2 separate regions of the Callithrix jacchus genome follow, and region 1 is linked to region 2. A link is a contact called in public Hi-C data. All regions are on one chromosome and are shown on one strand. The core of a region is the stretch at or near the end of the contact, and the rest is flanking DNA. Distances in the headings are between cores, read along the strand shown.

Region 1 (4,795 bases), core at 938-3,437, 57 kb after region 2:
CCTGGCCAAGCCCACCCACCCAGAGAACTACAGGCCAACCAGTCTTGTCTTTCTCCTACCACAGCCCCACATTCCCGGGAAACTAAGTACTTATTTCTGATTCCACTGTCCTGCTGGTACAAAAGCAGCTTCCCAAGACACAATCCTGCCCATGTGCCATCTACAGAGACTTCACCCTACCCTCCAACCAGAAACCAACACCCCAACCCAGCACCTCCCACGACTAACTGCACCCTTTAAAACAAGGTTGGACATTCAGCAGCCTGCCTTCCCCCGTCCCCATCATTACCTTCCAACTTCAAAACACTGCTTTAAATACCAGAGTCTGCCCAAATCATAATTAACTTGGATCAAATGATTGAGTGTTGTAACTCAGGACTTGCACAGGACTTGCACTCCCCTCCCCTACCCCCCCCCCCCAAAAAAAGTGGAGAATGTGCTAAAGCCAAGCCTTCACTCCTGGTCGTGGGAATAGTTAATTCCCGGGCGAGGAATCTTTGGCTACGTGGGGGAAGGGCGGATGGCAACATCGCAGCAGGAGGTAGGATGGGGGAGGGCTACGTCAACTCGTCCACTTTCTGCTCCAGTTTTCCTGCTTCATTCCCAGCCTCAACTCAGAGAGGACTCCGCGCAGGAGGCCCCTTTCCCACGTGGCTCCGGAGCCAAGGTGTCCAGTGGCCGTGGCCAGCCCACCTGCTGGGGTTCGGGTACCAGAGGCTGGCTCCAGTCAGTCCACAGGCTCCCGAGGGAGATGCAGCCCTGCCAGTGACGCCCGCCCGGTCCAGCTACAGGACGAGCGAGAAACATATCCATCCACAGTGAGAGAGGCGGGTTAGGGACTTTATTTCAGGAGCCCACCAGTCCGCAGAAGTCATCTTGGTGGGTCCGGAGCGGTCGCTCTACCGAGAGCGCACCTAGTCTGTTCCCCGGCCAGCGAGAATGTCAGTGACCCATTTAAAAGAAAACTCGGCAGAATCGCTAAGAACTCCCGCCCGCATCCAACACACACACACACACACACACACACACACACACCCCAACACTCAGGGGGGAAAAAACCAATCCTTCCAGACCTGCGGGCCCCGCGATCTCGTGCAAGCTGTGTGTGCAGGACTTAGCCCTCTCCGCTTCAGGAGCCCTGGAAGCCGGCCTCCCTCGGCTGCCGGAGCGCTTCTGGCGCTCCGCAGGTCTTTCCCTCTCTCCCTCTGGTCTGCAGATTCCTGTCCCTGTAGCGCGTAAGAGCCTAGGCTAGCGGGGACCAGACTAGGAAGTTACCGGCGTACGGCAGCGAGCGCACACCTTGCTTATGTAGCCACAGTTCTTTTTCCGCGCAGACGCCAGGCGCGCGGGGAGCCGGGGGGTACCCAAGAGGCGGATCCTCCCGGAGACTCAGACCCTGACTCCGACACCCCTTCCAAGGAGAAGAAGGGATCCCTTCGAGGAGCAAGCAGGGAGATTTCAGCTTCCTGTGAACCCCTTCCATGCGCCCCCCTCCTGCGATGCGGATGCGCCATCGCCCACTTTGGGAGGCAGTAAAATCTACATTCTAACTTGGGCGCCCTTGCCGCTTTCCCTGCGCGCATCGGTGCGACGAAAGACCACCTCAACTTCAGGGTAGAGAAAGGCGCAAAGGTCCCCTAGCCCCGCACCCCCAGGCCCGATCGCTTCTTACCTGCTTGGCTCAGCCTCGCGTCCCAGCAGAGCAGCAGTGCCAGCAGCAGCACGCCCCGAGCTCCGCTCCGAGCCCACATGCTCCCGTGGCCCGGTTCGGGCGCCTCTCCCCCAGGGCTGTCTCCCTGGCCCCAGCCTCGCCGCCGCCGCCTCCGCCGCCGCCGCCTCCTCCTCGCCGTCCTCCCCGGCGCCCGGCCGCGCCAGCCCGTGCCTTCCGTGGGGGCAGCGGCAGCCACGCTGCGCGGAGGGCCGCCTGGCACTCGGGGTGCGACGGGTGCCTGGCGCCGGCTCTCGAGCCAGGCTCGGGCGCGCCCCTCCGGCTCCGGGTCTCCGAGCGCTCGCCTGGCTCCGGCGCTCAGGCTCCGAAGTTGCGCGACCGCTCAGTGGCGCTCGCAGCGGCGGCGCCGTGCCTTGCCAGCCCCTGCGCTCGCCTCTCCGAGCCCCGCCGCCGCCCGCGGCTTCGGCGCCCTCGCCGGCCCCAGCCGCCTGCCACAAGGCCGAGCGCCGCCGCTCGCTCGCCGGAGTGAGTTCGCCAGCAGAGTGGGACAGTGCGGCCGGGGCGGGGCCTGGGCGGCCGAGGGCGGAGCCGGTAGGGAGACCTTGAGGGGGGATGCGACGGCCATCTGGGCGGGGCGGAGCGGGTGGGGGGGTACTCCTGGGGAGGGTCCTCGCGAGACGCTGGGCCCAGCGCTTTGAAAAACCCGGCCGCTGAAGAACCGCTGGATGTGGAGTCGGCCCAATTTTCGCTCTCCCAAATGAAGGAAATGTGCCTCTGCTCCTTCGTTTGGCTTGGCCAAGTCAGCTTTCTACTCTGACTGAACGTAGGACTCTCACTTTCGGCTTCCCTGTCTGTAGTATGCGCTCTGCCTTCCACAAGTGGGGGTCTTTCCAAAAAAGGCTCCCCAAATGAAAACATTCAAGTCATGGTTACGCGGGGGCTTACAGCGATATGAAGCTGGGCATAGGTTAGGATCATCCTGGCTGACCTGATCATACTTGTCTGTATGATCTCCGGCAAAACTGTTAACCAGACCCCTGAGAACCCCTCCCGCACTCTGATCCTGGGTTGCTGTAAAGCAGCCTCCTACGAGACAGCCATTTTTGACTCAGTGTAAACTTGGGACTCTGCCCCTTAATTACGGTGTGACCTTGAACAAGTTACTTAACCATTCTGATGCTCCCTTCACCATCATCTGTAAAATGGAGGGAAAGAATAACTATTTCACAAGGGGGCATATAATTAAATTTTTAAAATCATGTGAAAACTGCAGAGCAAGTGTCAATAATCTCTCTTTCAAAGACTCTCCCCTCCCAGCCAGTCTGATCCGGGGGTGGCCCACCATCCAAGGGTGGGCCAAGGAATACGTGGGGACAGGTGAGGTTTGAAGGATGGGTAGTTCTTGGGATTGAAACCCAGAGAGGTCAGAATGAGCGGATCTCAATTAATTCTCACAACCCTCTGAAGTAAACACCATTTACATCCCATTTGACAGATGAGGGACCTGAGGCACAGAGCTGTAAAGCCACCTGCCCGAGATCACAGTGCTTTGAGTGAATGAGTGACTAAGCAAAGGGGACAGGGAGATGAGTTTGGAAGGAAACCCTCTGAATGGGAGAGCCTCACTAGAACACCTTCCCTGGGTCTGGATTGGGCTGTGTGAAGGGGCCTGTCCCAGGTATTTCCCCAGAAGTGAGGTAAAGGCAGGAGTACCCAGCACCCTCTCCACACACACTCCTCTCACAAGCTGGGGTCTGGAGCATCTGGGGGAGGTCGTGCATGCAGTCAGTCCATCTCCCCAACGCTCTCTGACTGGGCACCCAGCATCAGGAGGGTGGCAATGGGTGGGGACTGGGACTCCCTGGAGAAGGACTTCAGTCCATTGAGAAAGGCTGCTGTGGGCAAAGGTAGGTTGTTTAGCTTGGCCTCCAACAGCCCAGGCAAGGGCAATGGATGAGAGAGTCAACAGCTCAGCACACCCAAACAGCTCCACCCTTACACACTGCAAACATACACACACACACACACCCATACACACCTGCAAAGGTACACACACGAAAACATACAACAAAGACACACAGGTGCAAAAGGACTCTCCCAGAAACATCACACCTACAAATAGGCACCACACTCCAGAGACACCCACATACCCAAGATGTATGCCTAAAAAAAGCAAACACAGAGGCACACACAACTAAACACATGAATAGGCAGATGACTCCTAAGACAAATAGGTATCTGGATCCTTAACTACCACCAGGAAACACATACAGGCACGCCTGTACCAAGACCCACACCTGACTGTCATCCCCTGGATGCACACACACCATCAAGGTTGTGCTTGTGCTGGAGAGCCCAGCAGGGACCTCCGCAGAGGCAGGGTGGCAGGCAGAGACCACAGCATGTTCTCTCTCCCCCGGACCTTCCTTCTCTCTCTCTCCTTCAGGCCAGTGGGGTACTGGAGATTTTTCTAAAAAGTTCCAGTCCTTGGAACTTTGCTGTTTAGGTGGTAAAGTGTACCCAGCAGGCCTTTTTAGTCCAAGTATTTGGTTTCTTGGCTTTGTGTAATTCCTGGCTGGAAAGAAGGGGGACTAGGGATGGGGGACAAGCAAAAGGAGGGCATTGACCCTCTCCTGCCAGTCCCTGCCCCACATCCCTGCTCAGCCTAATCATTCAATTCTTGAAATATGCTCATGGGAGATCCTGGGCCCTGCTCTCCCTCCAGGACTCCAGCATCAGGGTAGGGGACTTTGCAAGTTGGGAATCTCTAACCGCTCTGTGCCCCTGCTCCTGTACCAATTCTCTGACCCTTCTCCAGCCACCTACAGCTGAGCGGTTGCAGATGTGGTTCCTCTCCAGCCCTGGCATCTCAAGAGTGCAGGCTCTCAGCTGAGGCCAGGGAAGGAGCTTCAGAGGGGGCCAGATTGTCCAGAGCCATGCCTTTCCTCAGGATGGGTGAAAAATGGGCATGGTCTCCACCCCTGAGATGACACATTGGGGTAGCAGGATTAAGATTTGCCTGGGTGTTCCCAAACCCAGTGCCATGGGACTCACAGCAAAGGTGTTCTGCTGGGAGTTAAGCATGAGGACAAGGCAGTAAGCTGCTTGAAGTCAGGGGCCCTGTGT
Region 2 (4,987 bases), core at 2,117-4,616:
AGCAGGGAGAGGAGCCCATTTATTATGATGTTTTAAAAACACACAACCCCACATGGAATGACCCCTCCCTGGATACAAAGCCCTTTCTCCATCTGGCCCTGGCTCTTTGCGGCTGTGGGGTTCTGGCTGGGGCCCCCCTCGGAGGAAGTCACAATGGCCGTTACCGATGACAAATGGGGGCTGGCGGACTCGGGGGGGGACACGGAGTTATTCCTAACAAAGGAGCCCCTCACGCAGTCCTTTTCCCACACCCTCTGCACCCATCTGTGCCCTGACATCACTTCCTCTGCTGGCCACAGGAAGCGGCTTCGCCAAGGTGGCCAGCTGGGGCAGGGGCCTGCATCCTGAAGGGGGTGTCCAGCTGCTCCTGTGAAACGTATCCCTCGAAGGACTGTGGGACAAGCGAAGGAGTGGGTGGGAGGCTGGGGTCGAGGCCCCAGGGCAGGTGCAGTGCTGGGATACGCCCGGGCTTGGCTGTGGGAGCCACACTGCTTACAGAGCTGGGAAGGACACTACAGTCACTGCCTCACTGGCCACCCTGACTCCCACCCCCAGGCCCTCCCTCCAGACCCTTCCCCTGGCTTTGAGTTCCTTTGGCTCAGGCCTGGGGCTAATTTTTGGTTCCTTTTCCAAGTTTCATGTCTGATGGGGTCACTGTGATAGAAGCCTGGGGCCTGAGGAGGGGACATTCTGTTTCCCCTTCTTTTCCCAGACAAGGAGCGCAAAGCCCTTTCGTCCATCCTTCTGCAGACCATTAGCATCTTCCCAGCAGCTGGCACCTAAAACCCTGTGTTCCAACAAGACAGTGATCACCATCATCAACACAACCACCCTGCCAAGCCGTTCCATTTTACAGATGCCCAAACGAGGCTCAGAGGTGTGAAAGGATGGGTTCAAGGTCACAGCCACCCAAACTCACAATGGCCCTAAGTGCCCAGCAGAGGCAACTATCATTCCGTCCTCTTGGGAGCTCGCCAGCTTGCTGGAGGGACAGGGTCTCAGCTTCCTAACTCCAGCACTTGTCTTCCCTTGCTCTGTGGGCCTGCCTCTCCCAAACAGAGATCTGGGGGGAGGCCTGGGGACAGCCTGGCCCCCCGACCAGTGGCAGTTGGCAGGCCCCCCTAGACACACACACTTGCACCAAAAGGCCCACATATTCCCCAGCCAGGTTACATCCACAGCTATCTCTGGGGACACCCTGAGAGCCCCACCCAGGCTGGGCCCACGGTGCCTTTCTCAGAGTTGCCTGTGTCAATGCTGCTGTCCCCCTAAGGTAACGAAAGGCTCCCCACCTGCGACTCAGGCCCACTATCTTATAGGTCACCTCTCCCCGACCCAGCGTTGGAATGGAGTGAGTTTGAGTTGCAATCTTAGACTCCACCAAGCACCCAGTTGTTCAAGTCCCATCTGGTGAGGGTCCCTAGTGGCTCCCTTTCCTCACCCCACTTCCAGCCGTGCTGCTGGAGGGGCCTGGACGCTGCGAGATGAACCTGGAAGATGTGCCTTGCACCAAATGACCGCCCCTGCAACCACTCACTGTGGTCTCCAAGCCCAGGTCTTCCCGCCTGGACCCTTCCTCTCCCTCAACTCCCTACTTTTCCTTTCACCCCTAAAATCTACTTTCCTAACTCCAGAGTGATCTCCTAAGAGAGAAACCACGCCCTCTAGTGGTGCACAGCCTCCTGTGGCTCCTCTGTGCCCCTGAAGAAGGTCCCAAGCTACCCAGAATCCTCCAACTTCATAGACTCACCATTCTCTCTCTCTCTCTCTTTTTATTTTATTTTTTTTTTTTTGAGGCAATCTCACTCTGTCACCCAGGCTGGAGTGCAGTGGCACAGTCTCAGCTCACTGCATCCTCTGCCTCCCAGGTTCTCCTGCCTCAGCCTCAAAAGTACCTGGGATTACAGGCACCTGCCACCACACCCAGCTAATATTTGTATTTCAGTAGAGATGGGGTTTCACCATGTTGGCCAGGCTGGTCTCGAACTCCTGACCTCAGGTGATCCGCCTGCCAGCCTCCGCCTCCCAAAGTGCTGGGATTACAGGTGTGAGCCACTGTGCCTGGCCAACTCACCCATCTTTCACTGTGCTCCAGACCCTAGCAGGCCTGTTTCCCTGGGACAGGCCTTGCCTGTTCCTGCCTTGGTGCCGTTGCTGGTCCATTCTCTTGGAGCTCCTCCCCCACCCCCCGCCCAGCTCCCCACCCTGCCCATACACACATATTCTCTGGGCTGATTCTTTGTCATTGAGATCTCAGCTCAAATGCCACCTCCCCAGTGAGGCCTTCCCTGACCACCCAGTGAAAATGCACCACCCTCCACCTTCCCGTGCTGTCTCCCCAGTGCCATTTTTTTTGTTTTTCCCGTGGCAGACTTACCCCTCTCTGGAATGACCTTCTTTGTGTATGTTTGTTAGCTGTTTCCAGACAGGTCTGCTTTCTGGAAGCAAGTTCCTCGAGGGCCTGGGAATCTTGTTTATGGTATAGATTGGCCCACTGGGGACACAGGACAAACACTGGGGTGGCAGGTGGAGGGGGGAAGGAGCAGCCAGAGGGGGTCTGGGTAGTGGGGGCAGGTAGGAGGGCCGACCTGGGCTACAGGAGCTCATCCCTTGGGAAATTCCATGCTGCAGGACTTCACTGACTGATGAAACTTCAGAGACCATCTAATCACTGCCCTCGAGGATGGAGACCAGAGAGGGTGTGGTCTGGCTTCAGATCACACAGCACCTAAGCAGCAGAGCCACAAAGGGAAACTGCGCCTCAGACTCCCAAGAAAGGTGGGGCGGGGCGGGGGGGGGGCTTCATTTTTTAAACTCCTTTTTTTTAAAATGAAAACACATTTTGGGGTCTATTCTCATTACAAAGGTAGTACCCTCATTGTAAACAATCTAGAAAAAGAAAAGATGAAAATGCAAGCTACCCTATTCCCACCCCAGCTGGGTGACACTGGATATTGATCCTCTCTGACTTTTTTAGATGCTCAGATATTTAGTTACTTAAATCTGGTCTCACCATGTACAGCTGTGTGTCCTATGCTTTCCCTTAAAGGCTGTCGACTGAGGACTTTGGAATCAGGCGGAACATGCCGGGCATCTCTCTCTGTCCCCACCCCCCAACCCCTGCACGGTCACACGTGTCAGACGGGTGAGGGCCAGCTGGCCTGCCTGCTCCTGCCATGCGTTTCAGGTTGCTAGAGGAGCTGAAGGACGCAAAGCTGGCACGGGGAGTGGGCCTGGCAATGCTGTCAAGCTGGCTGTGTGTTTGGGTTCTGGGCAGGAAGATGCCCAGTGTCCTGCCACTTTCTCCCAGAAAAGCCCACGACTCGTTGCTTGGTACAGTCTTGGGCCCGGGGGCTGCCCAGACTAGGCCAGACAGGAAGGACAGTGCTTAGAGCCTCCAGGGCATACAAATTTCCCCTGCCTCCCTCGGTGCCACGCTCTAGGACCAAACAACCCTTCCTTGCAAAGGGGAGGCAGCTGCCAATACATTTCCAAGTGGAAAAATTGCTGCAATCCTCACCTGCTGCTGTCAGCACCACCACCAGGAGGCAGCTCAGACCCTGGGCTATGGGGCCCTCCAATCTACGTCCAAACCCTTCCCCTCCAGCCGGGGACCCTGAGGCCAGAGAGGAGCAATGGCTTGTGCAAGACCAAACAACCAGCCTGTGGCTGCAGCGCCACTCCTATCTTGGCATCACACTGGCATAAAGAAAGTCATAGCAGGGACAGAGGAAAAGGGGTGGCTGGACTCTGGCCTGTGCCAATCTGTGAAATGGGCATGAGAAGGGGAGGGCAAATGGGAGAGATGAACAGAGGGAAAGATGGTGCCACGGGGAGAGGGAGAGAGAGTCCCTGAGAGCGCCTGGCTGTGGGGAGTGAGTAGAAGGGGTCCTTGGAACGGGGTAGGGGCTTCCCCTTGGATCTTTCTGAATCTAAAGCCACTTGGATTCTTTCTCAGTTCCTAGGGCTGAGGGAGGAAGGCAGCCATCTCTAGCCTCCGTCCCCAAGGCAGGACTGGGGCTCAGGTTCCATGGGCTCCAGGGAGGGCAGGCCTTGTAGACTCAGAGACCCAGAACACTCTGGGGACCTGAGAGGAGTAGTAACTTGCCTCTTGTCACATAGCAGCTAGGAGGCAAAGCCAGGACTGGAATGTGGGCAACCTGGCCCGCAGGCCAAGGCTCCTGTGTTTGCTTCTCCCGTCCCAGTGCTGGGAAAGACCCCAGCTCTGGGTTTGGGTGAGCAGCTGCGTTGTCGGCTGGTGAGATGTGGGGAGACAGGTGGCACTGGCCAAGGGGAAGGCCTATGTAGCTGCGCAGGTGCACTTGGAGGGAGGCAGATGGTGAGCAAGGACTCATTCATTCATTCATCAAACTCTTCCTGAGGGCCTCCTCTTGACCACACCTGTGGTGAGGCTCAGTGAGCAATCACCAAGCTTCAGTTCCACCATGGGGAATCACGGCAAAGTTTCAAGGTTACGAATCCAGACATTAAGACTTACAGACCAGCACTTGGTCTGCCTCCAGCCCACCCCCACAGCCATGCAATGGTCTGTTGGCCGGCCCCCCGACCACCCGTGCAAAAATCAATCCATAACTTTTTCAGTAGCTCTCTCCTCCGCCAAGGAACCAGTTCCCTCCTTCTAGGAAGCAGGCTTTAACTACTTCCACCTGGACGACTCTAGGGATTTTTTTTTTTTCAATCTCCAGGCTCTTATAATCCCATGCATTTCTTGAGCTGAAACTCGTTGGTACTGTCAGTGACTCATGAGACAACCGTGGGGCAGCCACTTCCCTCTGGGCCTCAATTTTCCTTTCTGAGAAATGGGACCACTTTTACTTGCTCTCACTAACCGTGCTTTTGAAAACACCAAGGTCAGAGGGTCAGAAACATTTTGCCAGCTGGGCAACCGTATGTACTAGCTAATGTCTATTACAGTAGTCCCCGTATCTGTGAGGGATGTTCCAAGACCCCCGTGGATGCCTGAGAA

The links. A called contact is a pair of places that touch in the nucleus more often than the background predicts.
Region 1: a contact with region 2 is called in a Hi-C map of induced pluripotent stem cells, with 2.5 times the contacts expected there. The contact joins the promoter of UNC5B here to the enhancer-like site in region 2. A contact is called at or near these places in 3 of 3 Hi-C or Micro-C datasets (induced pluripotent stem cells and skeletal muscle).

The regions. Positions count from the first base shown.
Region 1 is chr12:58,931,195-58,935,989 of calJac240_pri, forward strand. UNC5B (unc-5 netrin receptor B) reads right to left here and starts at 2,188. Exons shown (of 18, transcript XM_035268057.3): 1 at 1,673-2,188.
Region 2 is chr12:58,873,020-58,878,006 of calJac240_pri, forward strand. All of the region lies in intron 1 of UNC5B (unc-5 netrin receptor B), which reads right to left. Among named protein-coding and RNA genes, the nearest start is that of SLC29A3, 49 kb to the left of the region's middle. Within about 2 kb of position 3,367, at least 5 of the 16 cell types and tissues checked have an H3K27ac peak or open chromatin away from gene starts, as enhancers often do.